Regions from separate parts of the Arachis hypogaea genome. Here region 2 is linked to region 1. The links are chromatin contacts, called in public Hi-C maps. All regions are on one chromosome and are shown on one strand. The core of a region is the stretch at or near the end of the contact, and the rest is flanking DNA. Distances in the headings are between cores, read along the strand shown. Region 1 holds the start of LOC112798616. Region 2 has its middle 39 kb from the start of LOC112798648.

Evidence for each region. A called contact is a pair of places that touch in the nucleus more often than the background predicts.
Region 2: a contact with region 1 is called in a Hi-C map of an unstated tissue, with 3 times the contacts expected there. The contact joins the enhancer-like site here to the promoter of LOC112798616 in region 1. A contact is called at or near these places in 2 of 8 Hi-C or Micro-C datasets (leaf and an unstated tissue).

The regions. Positions count from the first base shown.
Region 1 is chr1:14,415,968-14,422,694 of arahy.Tifrunner.gnm2.J5K5, reverse strand. LOC112798616 reads right to left here and starts at 3,198. Exons shown (of 4, transcript XM_025841630.3): 1 at 2,278-3,198. The coding sequence starts at 2,905.
Region 2 is chr1:14,542,388-14,549,114 of arahy.Tifrunner.gnm2.J5K5, reverse strand. No RefSeq gene overlaps it. Among protein-coding and RNA genes, the nearest start is that of LOC112798648, 39 kb to the right of the region's middle. Within about 2 kb of position 3,579, at least 2 of the 3 cell types and tissues checked have open chromatin away from gene starts, as enhancers often do.

The DNA of each region.
Region 1 (6,727 bases), core at 1,949-4,448:
GTGGCTAGTAAAGTAGTAAGTATTGATCAGACCAACATCTAAAAGCAGAATGTCGACACGCACGGATTACAAGGTCTGAGAAAAACCCTATGAAAAAGGTTAGGGATAATACTTTTAATAAAAAAATTTTAAATTATCTTTTTATTTATTTTAACTTTTTCTTTCTTTTTTCAAAATCACAATTTCACGTTTTCTCCCTCTGACCAGTCATCAGATTACCAGCACCCCAATCACCGTATACAATAAATCTTAATTTTTAAATTATAATTCTAATAATTTTTATTAATTTATGTTTGTAAATTTAATAAATATAAATTATGACTGATCACATACTAATTTAAAATGATAATATTTAATGAGCTATAAATGAACCAAATAAGTGAATTTCCTATGATTATTACTAATTTAAATAGAAAATGTTTGTTGAGAGAGATATATAAATAAAGGTGAGTTCTACCCAACCCCCTCTAAATCAACATGTAAATTACCCCTTATGACATTGCATGTTTTAATTGGATGTTTAATTTTAGTTTGAGTTAATTTAACTTAATAAGAGTTAATATATTAACTAAAGTAGAGTAATTTTGTAATTAAATATTTTTATAAGAGGGAAGAATATATAATTTCTGTAAACATTAAAAAGTAAAGTTATATTTCTTATCATTGTTCAGAAGCTCAATGCCCATTTTTTCATTCCTCTCTGAAATTGAAAGAAAAAATAACTCAACCTGTACCCCACTTGTCTTGCTTAGGGTGTGTTTGGCAAACGCGTTGGAGAGGAGAGAAGTACGTTTGAGCTTTTTGAAAGTTTCACTTTTATATTTGGCCATTTTTATCTTTCTGAATGCAGAATTGATTCTGCTTCTGAAAGCACGTTCAGGAGAAGCTAAAATTTGTAGCCTCTGCGTTTTATGGTTACTTATTATCCTTGGAAAATTAGATGAAAAATTTATTTCTTTTTTACCAACCCTACCCTTCATTTTCTTCTTTGAAAAGGATACCAGTAACTATTACCTTCACAATAATTCTTTGTAGTTCTTCCTACTTTTTCATAGTTGTTCGTTCTAATTTATTTTTTCATTAAAATAGTTCAGATTTGTTTTAATCACTAGTAAATTGAATATTTTAATTTTTTTATTTTTAGTACTCATTTTTATATTTTAATTTTTATATTTTTTATTATATTTTTTATTTATATGATAAATATTTTTATATTATTTGTGTAGTGTTCTGATTTCTTATGTTATATTTTTATGAGTTTTTTTTATCATTTACTATATTATTTTTTATAGGTATATTTTTTATGAAATCTTTTTTTTTATTTTTGTTTGGCTTTGTTCATATGATTTTTTATTTATTTTATTGTATTTCTTTTATTCATATGACAAATATTGTTGACTTTTTTTTATGATATTTTTATTATTTTTTTGCTCATATGAATTCTTTTTTTTTCCTATCCTTTACTACATTGTATTTAGGTTGTGTACGAAATTTTTTTATTTTTTTATTTGATTTTATTCATACGAATTTTATTTATTTTTATTGTATTTTTTTGTTCATATGATATATATTGTTGATTTTATGGAATTTTTATTATTTTTGATCTGTATGATTTTTTTTCATTTTTTGATGTACTCTATTTTTGTTTTGTATTAATTTTTATATTCTTTATTCTGACCTTGTAAAATTTGTAATTATAATTATTATATACTACGTTTATTATCAAAATTTTGTATAATATAAATTATGATCCAAGGATAAAATAAATAAAAATTTAATTATAAGTAACAATAAAGCCATAAATAATGAAAATTTATAGTCTAAAATAATACTAAATTAAAGAGTACTAACAGTACTAAAAAAATTATAAAATATTTTCTTTTTGTTTGACATTATAAAATTTATAATACTCTCTTTCATATTTTTATTTTTTATTGTATTTATTTTATTTATTTGTTCGGAGCATGATTTGGGGAAGAAACAAAAAATTAAATTTTTAATAGTTTAGTAAATTATACAATTACCCATTTGGGCTATAATTTAATTACCAATAGTTTAACTATAATTAACATAACCACCAATTAGAGAGTGACATGTCACAGAGGGTAATATACATGTTATTATAGGAAAGATAGAGTAGAATTTACCATAAATAAATGAAAATTTAGTTACAGTGATCAGATCATTTTGACTGATTTAGCTAAATTTTTACTTAACTACTTTTAATTATCAACTTTGTAAAGACGAGTGCACCTGATTTTTCCCGCTATATTTTACCTTGGCAGATAGGAGACGATGGGTGATATGAGTGTTGAGGGCAGAGCGGTGCAGCGTGGAGCAGAGGACTACCAGAAGAATCCATTCCATCCCCAAAATGATAAGCATCATCATAATGGTGAACAGAAACAGCAAGCGGTGCAAGCACACCGGTGGAGAACGGTGAACCAACTACCAAGTTCCTCACAACCAAACCCTGCCGAATCGGACCCATAGAAGAAGAAGAAGAAGAAGGTGAGTAGGCATGGTTATTGGAGTAGTAACAAGCCGCCACTTGAGGGCCGCCTTGTTGACCATGATCAACAATTGGGCCGCTTATGGACTTGGGTCTACGCTGATGAGGTTGTCTGACGTCAGCAGAAGAAGAAGAAACTGGGCTACAAATCCATCTCTCAGCTTCGTCCCATTTGGAAGGCATTGTTCTTCCGCCGGCGCTGAAGAAGGGTGTGAGACCAGACATTGTGTGTCTTCTTATGCTGCTGCTTGAAGCTTTTGCTACTCTCTCTGAGCTCCATCCCTTTTGGGAACTTATCACTGCGCCTTTCTCTCTGTAGTTTGGTGCCCCTGGGCTTGGGAAGGACCCAATCAGGTGGTTCTTCTGATAAGAGGAACAAGGCGTTTTCTTCATCTTCTATTATCACCAAGACCAAGAAGAAATTACAATTCAAATTATTATTGGAATGCGAACGTGGTCTTGCCTTACCTAATACTTAATGTAGTGTTCCCTCTTTCTAGTTTTTGTTATGTGTGACAGGGAGAGGTTGATGTGAGTCTACCATTTTTGTTTTTTTTAACATAGATTGGACAATTCTAATTCTAATTCTAAATATTGCAACACCGTAAACTCACTCATTCTACGTATTTACACATGTAATATTTTAAGATTTTCATCAATTAAAAAACACCGTGATTTTCCACTTCAACTGAATCCTGGCGCGCATGTGAGTGTACTTAAATCGTGTGAGATTCTTTGCACCGAAAAAGTAACTGTGTGAGATATTGACTGGTCATGGTTTGGTACTTATGGCACTTGGTATGATTAATAGGGGCAACAGGCATCCTAAGAAGCAACTAAGTCAGGCTTTAAATACCTGCTCTTATATTAGATTATGAGTATTCTCAACTTTCAATGTCACTGTAAAACAACTTAAAAACACATCATTTTAAGTTACTAATATATTAAATATTTGGTAATATTAAAAAAACAAAAAAATAATCAGAATTTATTTTATTTAATATTTTATTAATTATCATGATAATTAATAAAATATTAAATAAAATAAATTCTAATAATTTTTAATTGATTTTTTTTTATTATCAAATATTTTCATAAACATTAAACATAAGCATACAAACAGGTGAATTTTTGTTCAGAGGTGACATTTATTAAAATATTAGGATTTCTTAGTAAATTTTGTTAATATGGGATAGTTATTAAAAAAATTGTTAGTAATAATTTAATTAATTAAAATTTTAAATTTTTTCCAAAATCAGCAGTAACTATTAAAAATGCCTGAAAAAGTAAAATTTTTTAAAAAGAAAATCAATAATAACGATTTCAACTTAGTGAGACTTTAAAATTTTTTTAAATACAAATGGTTAATAATAACAGTTTCATATATTTAAATTTTTGTAAATTTTAAAAAATCAAAACGGGAGTAATGATTTCTTTTTCTTCATTCATTTTTTGTTTCTATTCTGACACTTAACTTTTGAGCTCTTTTTCTTTGTTTATTGAATAAATTATCATTTATACTTATAAAAAATACGAATCCTAACAAATATATCTATCAAACAAAAAAACTAACGTGGTACCCATCAAAAATAGACTTCGTATGACAAAAATATTTAAATTTTAATTTTTTGTTAACTTTTTAATAAATTTTTTAAATTACCCTCCTTTATCTTCAACCCCTCTCTCTCTCTCACACTCACTCTCTCTCTCTCTCCTCCCCCCTCCCATATTTCTCTCTCTAACAATGACTATTGATTCTCACCTATTTACTGAGTCAATTTAGCCAGCCAAAACTCACACAGCTTTAACTATGCACTTCGACTTCTCCTCTTCCACCATTCGCACCTCTGCGCTCTTACTCTCCGAATCCCACTCTGGCCCCTTCTTCCTCAACACTCGCTCCCTCACCATCCACTCCACCCTTCACGCCGACAAAGCCATCCTCTTCTCCCTCTCCACCACCTCTGACCCCATTAAGGACACCCTCCTCACTCTCATGCTTTCCAACCACTCTTCCTTCATCCTCACCTTCTCCACCTCCTCTTCCTCCTCCGCACTCCAATAACTCTTCCCTCCACAAATCTGCAACAAAACTCACCCTTATGTCTACACTCAGTGTCAAGCCATTCATGCGCGCTCTATCTTTCCCTCCCACAACATTCTTGTCCGAAGGATTTGCTACTCTGTCATCCTCAGCATCCCTTCTGAGCTCTTCGCGGTCATGACTGCAAACTGCGTGATAACAACGCCCTCCATGTGACTACAATACTGCTGCCCTCGCCTCATTAAACTTGAACTGGTGCGATCAAGACCACGTGGTGGAGGAGTTTGTGATGGAGCAGCCGATGCCTTGTTATCTTTTTGCTTTCGCGGTTGGGACCTAGACTAGGGTTTATGCAGAAGAAGGTACGGCGGTGCTGGACTTAACAGCGAAAGAGTTCGAGGAAAGAGAGGATATAATTGGGAAAGGAGAGAAGCTCTTCGGAAAATACGACTAAAAAATGTTTGATCTTTTGGTGCTGTTGACGAGTTTTCTTACGGCGGAATGAAAAATTTAAAAATGGTGTTCTTAACTCCCACAAAAGAGATGGCAGTGGTGCTCAGGTTGTGGTTCATGAATTTGCTAACATTTCTAGCTCAATGAGGGTTTTACTATATATGCTGAGAGAAGGATTATAGAGGTTGTGCAAGAAGAGAGAGAGAGAGGAAGGGTTGAAGATAAGGGAGAGTAATTTGGGAACTTTATTAAAAAATTAATAAAAAATTAAGGTTTGGATATTTTTGTTACAGACAATTTATCTTTGATGAGTATAACATTAATTTTTTTGTTTGATGAATACATTTGTCAGTTTTCGTATTTTTATAAATACAAATAGTAATTTATTCTTGTTTATTCTTCTTCTCTACTAGATTATTTCCTTCTTCTCAGCAATGAACAAGTAGTAGATTTTTAATAATAATAATGTATGTAAACTGTTTCCAATAAACAACATCAATGCCTCAGGCCATATGTTCTCTTCTCTTAGCCTCTCACACCACTTTTCAATACCTCACACTCCATCTATTCATTTGCTTTAATTTTGTCCTGCGTGTACATTCATTAATTAGTATTCAACATTTTTAATTAAAACTTAAAAGTGATCAAATTTAAAACATAGAAAAATTGAATTACTACCTTGCTTTCTTATTCTGAAACCACAGTACCACAACTCTATTTGTCTCGTTCTCAGATCGAGCTTGTTTGCCAACTCTTCTTTTTGCTTCTCGCGGGAATAAAATATAGTAAAAGGAAAAAGGCTAATGATGAGAAAAGGATATGAAAACTGGACGAAGAATCTATACATGTATCAATTAACAATTGAATATTTCTGCAAGAAATATAATAAAGAAATTGGATAAATTAAAGCATACCGGATTGAAAGTGGAATGGTGTTGAAAAATGAAAAAACAACTGCATTTTGGTTGAGGAAGGCATGGGTGACGCACGGCCAGCGCCCACATACATAGGGATCACAACAAAATTCGCACCTCCCCATGCCACGGGAACTTGTGAAATTTTCGTCCAAACAATTTACTTAAATATCATTACAGGACAATTTACATAAATAAATTGTTATATCTTTAAAATTACACAAATGCATTGTTTTTAAAATGAAGATGCAAATATATTGTTTTATGTATCTATAGAAACTGCTACTGGCAGTAGCGGTTTACACAAGTACATAATCTGCTGCTATCAGCCGTGAATTACGTTAAAATGTGACAGCATAAAAACCGCTGTAGCCTGTCGCAATTTCTGCTTGATTTGAGTTGGTCATAAACTGCTACTAACAGTAACAGTAACGGTTTATGTGTATTGGGACACGTGCATAAACCATTAGAGATAGCAGCGGTTTATGTTAAGTATGAGTTTGAGTTGTGTTCTTTGTTACTGATTTGCATTTGAAGTTCTAGCTAAATGAATTTTTTTTTATTTGTGCAACTTTGTTGTCTTATGCAAAAAGCTAATGTAATGACTAAGATTTAAAGATGATTTTTTAAATACATATTAATTGGTAAAATTTTATATTCTTATGAATTATTTTTATAAATTTAAAAAAATAATAAAATTACTAATATCTATCAGAATAATTATACCTCTCTATCAACATAGATTTAATAAATATATAAAAATTTATATTTTAAAATTTAAAATACAAAATTAATTTTATTTTA
Region 2 (6,727 bases), core at 2,330-4,829, 130 kb before region 1:
GTATTTACTGTACCTCGACCTTGGTGTCTTCGAAATTATATTTTTCCAATTAACAATCTCATTCAAGAAAGTGAAATTCAAATTTTTGACACTTAAACAAATTAGAGAGCTAATTAATAGACCAACAAATTTAATTTACTTCTTTTTTTTTTTTTTTTGGTTTCCCACGGTATCCCCCAACCCGACAGGTCAAAGACTAATCCGTCGCGGTACTGAGCTCCATTTAAGGGTTTGCCGCTGGCCAATGGGTTGCTGCATGCACAAGGCGGGATTCGAACCCCCGACACTTACTTAAGCGGACTAGTGAGCTAACCACTAGACCAACCCAACTTGGTTATTTAATTTACTTCTTTATTATCTACAAATTTCAACATCTATTCCAATTTTAAAAGAGTTAGCTAACCTGTTCTCTTCCAACATGGATAAATATTTTTGTCTTCTTTGTGGCCCATTACTACTGCCTAATACACACAAAAATAAATCATCAAAGCCCACCACCGTGTCCAAAGAAAAAATGTCTGCCACCGCTTAGTTAGCTCCTCCTCTCAGATAGCTTCACTAATCAAGCTTCTGTAAGCTTAACTCAAACCCGATTAGACACTTACGATATTACCCTTCCATGTGATACGAGGAACATTCTAATCAGGTTGCTTCACCTGCGTAGACTATTCTGCTTTTTTTTTTCTACTAAAGCATCATCCCTCCAGTATCAACCATTTACATATTTTAATTTATATCTATATTGTCAAAAATAATAGAATATCACGTTCCGCACAAAGAAGTGCTAAATCTAAAAAAGAACAGAAAAAGTAAATGTTGTTTTAAAGGTAAATTTGCATGAAAGATAAAAGTTACAAAAAAATTAAATGAAAAATAAAGACAATGGAAGGAATTCTACAAAAATAATAACTCTAAGCAGACTTAGAAATTTGCTAGAATGTGAGTGTGCGAGAGTATTTTCTGATAAGAGATTACAACCCTTGTTTCTTCGATCATTCACCTATTTATAAAAATTTTCGACCAATCAAGTTCGAATGTAACTCCCACATGCACTAATTTTTGAGTAACCATTCCCGCTCTTTTTTGTACAGCATAGGTAACCGCCAACAATCAGCTCCAAATGTTTCTTTCCTTCGATCAGGTTTATCGACTAATTTTTACCTCTTCTTTTTGACAAATCCTTCTCGATAAGGATTGCTTTCTTCGAAAGAGTATTTACTGTACCTCGACCTTAGTGTCTTCGAAATTATATTTTTCCAATCAACAATCTCATTTATGAAAGTGAAATTCAAATTTTCGACACCTACTTAAACAAATTAGTGAGCTAATTAATAAACTAACAAACTTAATTTACTTCTTTATTATCTACAAATTTTAACATCTATTCCAATTTTAAAAGAGTTAGCCAACTTGTACTCTTCCATCATGGATAAAAATTTTTGTTTTCTTTGTGGCCCATTACTATTGCCTAAGACACACAAAAATAAATCATTAAAGTCCACCACCCTGTCCAAAGAAAAAATTTTTGCCACCGCTTCAGTTAGGCTCTTTCTCTCAGATAGCTTCACTAATCAAGATTTTATAAGCTTAACTCAGACCCGATTAGACACTTACGATATTACCCTTCCATGTGATACGAGGAATATTCTAATCAGGTTGCCTCATCTGCGTAGACTATTATGCTTTTTTTCTACTAAAGCATCATCCCTCCAATATCAACCATTTACATAATTTAATTTATATCTATATGGTCAAAAACAACAGAACATCACGTTCCGCACAAAGAAGTGCTGAATCTTAAAAAAAAAAAACAGGAAAAGTAAATATTGCTTGAAAGGTACATTTGCTTGAAAGATAAAAGTTACAAAAAATTTAAATAAAAAATAAAGACAATGGAAGGAATCTTACAGAAACAAAAATTCTAAATTGACTCAGAAATTTGTTGGGATGTGAATGTGTGAGAGCATTTTCTGATAAGAGATTACAATCCTTGTTTCTTCGATCTTTCACCTATTTATAGAAATCTTTGACCAATCAGATTCAGATATAACTCCCACATGCATTAATTTTTGAGTAACCGTTCCCGCTCATTTTGTACAACATACGTAACCGCCAACAATCAGCTCCAAATGTTCCTTTCCTTTGATCAGGTTTATCGATTAACATTTACCTCTTCTTTTCGACGAATCCTTCTCGATAAGGATTGCTTTCTTTGAAAGAGTTTTTACTGTAACTAAACCTTGGAGTTTTCGAAATTATATTTTTTCAATCAACAATCTCATTCATGAAAGTGAAATTCAAATTTTTGACACTTACTTAAATAAATTAGTGAGCTAATTAATAGACCAACAAATTTAATTTACTTCTTTATTATCTACAAATTTCAACATCTATTCCAATTTTGAAAGAGTTAGCCAACTTGTACTCTTTCAACATGAATAAATATTTTTATTTTTTTTTGTGGCCCATTACTACTGCCTAACACACAAAAATAAATCATTAAAGCCACCACCCTGTCCAAAGAAAAAACGTCTGTCACCACCTCAGTTAGGCTCCTCTTCTTAGATAGCTTCACTAATCAAGTTTCTATAAGCTTAGCTCATTGCTGATGAGACACTTACGATATTACCCTTTCATGTGATACGAGAAACATTCTAATTAGGTTGCCTCAGCTGCGTAGACTATTCTTTTTTTTTTTTACTAAAGCATCATCCCTCCAATATCAACCATTTACATATTTTAATTCATATCTATATGGTCAAAAACAACAGAACATCACGTTCCACACAAAGAAGTGTTGTATCTTAAAAGGAAAAGGAAAAGTAAATGTTGCTTGAAAGGTAAATTTGCATGAAAGATAAAAGTTGCAAAAAATTTAATTGAAAAATAAAGACAATGATAGGACTCCTACAGAAACAAAAACTCTAAGCAGACTCAGAAATTTGTTGAAATGTGAGTATGCGAGAGTATTTTTTGATAAGAGATTCCAACCCTTATTTCTTCGATCTTTCACCTATTTATAGAAATCTTCGACCAATCAGATTCGGATGTAACTTCACGTGCATTAATATTTGAGTAACCGTTCTTGTTCTTTTTGTACAACACAGGTAACGGCCATCAATCAGCTCCAAATGTTCCTTTCCTTTGATCAGGTTTATCTATTAACTTTTACCTCTTCTTTTCGACGAATCTTTTTCGATAAGGATTATTTTTTTCAAAAGAATATTTATTGTACCTCAATCTTGGTGTCTTTGAAATTATATTTTTTCAATCAACAATCTCATTCATGAAAGTGAAATTAAAATTTTCGATACTTACTAAAACAAATTAGTGAGCTAATTAATCGAACAACAAATTTAATTTACTTCTTTATTATCTTCAAATTTTAACATCTATTTCAATATAGATAAATATTTTTGTATTTTTTGTGGCCCATTACTACTGCCTAACTCATACAAAAATAAATTATTAAAGCCCACCATTCTATCAAAAAAATGTCTGCCACTGTCTCAGTTAAACACTTTCTCTCAGATAACTTCACTAATCAAGCTTTTGTAAGTTTAGTTTAGATCTGATTAGACACTTACGATATTACCCTTCTGTGTTATACGAGAAACATTCTAATTAATCAGGTTGTCTCACCTGCATAGACTATTCTATTTTTTTTATTAAAGGATCATCCCTCCAATATCAACTATTTAAATATTTTTATTTATATCTGTGTGATACAAAATAATGAAACATCACATTCCAGACAAAAAAATGCCATATGAGAACCTCTTCAAATAGTATATTAAATTTATTCCAAAAAAAAAGAATTTACATGAATATTGATATTTTAAGATAAATTAAAATCCAACTCAAAAATATTTATCGGTACCAATTAAAATAAATTTTTTAGTTATATAATTTTAGAGTTATATAATTTGTATGATTTTTTTATTTTTATATAATTACTTAAGATATAATTATAAATAATTAGTTTTTTTATTTATTAGAGTATATAATTTAATATATTAAAATAACACACTTTAAAAATAGTTATTATTCTTGTTATTTTATAAATTTTTTAGTTATATATTTTTAAAAAAAATATTCAATGATTTTTTAAATAAAACATTTGCTTCATCAAATTATTGAGTTAATTAACGCATGATTGCAACGTCACCTGTCAAATTATTATTTGATACGTACTTGATTATTGACAGCACATCTACCACATCTAATTATGTTGGATAAACTAAACATCATTTGTTGGAATTTTCTACGTTGAAACAAATAATATAAAATATTCCTGTATGAAGCACGAGGGTTCCAGATAATTGCTATTTTTTTTTTTTGGTATAATTCCAGATAATTGCTATGGTTTCATATTTCTTGCGCTGGGCTTTGTCCCATTTTAATCTTGTGGCAACCAAATCTAATCGTTTAATTTGCACGCGTCACCGGAACGACACATTACAAAAGATTTTTCCTAAAAATGAACGATTCTTTTTACTCATAATATCTACTTCACTTTAATTTTACATTATTGATAAGCTTAAAATCAAGAATCAATTATAAAAATATTACCTAAAATTTTGTGGATGGCATATAATGAAAAACTGAATAAAGAAATCACTAACAGTAGTTTAGTTATAGAAAATTTATATAGTATACAGAGAAAATATAAAAAATTAATTTTTAATTAGTTAATATTAGTTAATTTTTTTAATTTAAAAAATTCTCATTATTTAAAGGATTTAAAATTTATAATATAAAATTTATAATTTAAAATTTATGATTTAAAATTTATAAATTTAAGATAAATAAAATAATTTTAAAAAATAATTAATTTTGTCTAAAAAAAATTTGTTCTCTAATATTATTTTAATATATCTTATATATACATGAGATGTTAAGTTAGTTTAAACTTTTTAATTGTGTTAGGTGTAATAAAAAATCAACTACCACATCAATAATTCTTATATAATATATATAAAAATATAAATATATTTTAAAAATAAAATAAATAATATATATATTTATATAAATATATATTTATATATAAATATATAATAATTATTTAGTAATTAATTTTTAGTACGTACATAATATACTCCAAAATGAGAGTACATATCAAATTCTTTTCATTAGTAGAAGAGAGAGAGTAAACCTAAACCAAAATGTTCACCTAATAAAGTGGTGGATATTATAATGATTGCGTCATTCGCATAAGACAAATCATTTAAGAGTCTAATTTAATGAAAAAGTTTAGTTTAAGGTTCAAAATAATTTCTACGAATATAGTTAGCCATTAAATATAATTAGGAGTCATTTAAATAAAGACGAATAAAATATCTTTTTTTAAAATATTTTTTAATAATTAAAATTTAATATATATAATCGATTAAATTGTGTTATTTTTGTTAAAATTAAAACATAAATAATATTTTATAAAAAATAATTAATAATATCTTTATTATAAAAAATAACTAAAATACTCTTATATATATATAAAAATTTTTAAATCCTAATCTTATGACAATAGAGAAATAAACGGTTAGAATTTAAAAATTTTAAAATTAATATATATAATAGTTTTTTAAATAAAGGTATTGTAGTAATTTTTTATTAAAAAAAATAACAATATTAATTTAAATCAGTTTAAGATTTAATTCACCATTTTTTTAGTTAAATTAATTTGTCTAGCCCAATTTTAACAAAAATAACACGATTTAATCGATTATATATGTTAAATTTTAATTATTAAAAAAAGACGTTTTAAATATCTTTTATCTAAGTGGCTCTCTCTGATAATTTACACGTTCATGGCCCCAGTTATCCATGCTTTTTTTTGGAGACACTCAGATAAACACGCTTAAGACATCTTTTTTTAAAAGTTGTTTTTTAGTAATTAAAATTTAATACATATAATCAATTAAATTATGTTATTTTTGTCAAAATTAGATCAAATAAACTAATTTTGCCAAAAATTGGTTAATCAAATATTAAACTAATCTAAATTAATATTTTTTTATAAAAAATGACTATAATAAACCTATTAAAATTTTGAGAACCCTAAATCCTAATTTTATGACGACACAAAAAAAAGAAAAGAGTTAGAATTTAGAATATTCATAGTAATAATAATAATAATAATAATGATAAGAAAATTTTAGTCATTTTTAATAATAAAGATATTATAGTCATTTTTATAAAAAATATTAATTTAAATTAATTTAAAAAATAATTTACTAATTTTTTAACCAAATTAATTTATTTAATTTAATTTTAATAAAAATAATATAATTTAATTTATTATATATATTAAATTTTAATAATTAAAAATATTAAAAAAAAATATTTTAAGCGCCTTTCATCTTATCTTAGTAACTTCAATTTTTTTCACTCCTCATGCTTCACGCCCCGCCTTGGCTTCCCCAATTTCATCTTCTTATTTCTATTTATTTATTTATTTAATTTTGTACTGGGCCTTCCCCAATCCCACTTCTTTACAATAACGGGGCACATCATCACAACGGAATACAATTTTTGACAAACCTAATGACAGCATCACATATAATAATATTACTATATTAATTTGGCGTTATATTAATACATGATCTACCGAATTAAGAAATACGTGAAAAAATATCATGAAATATAAGTTTCTTTGTTCTCAACTTCTCATTATTGTTAAATATGAAATTATGTGAACGACATAACTAAAAGCTGCTATGCAGCA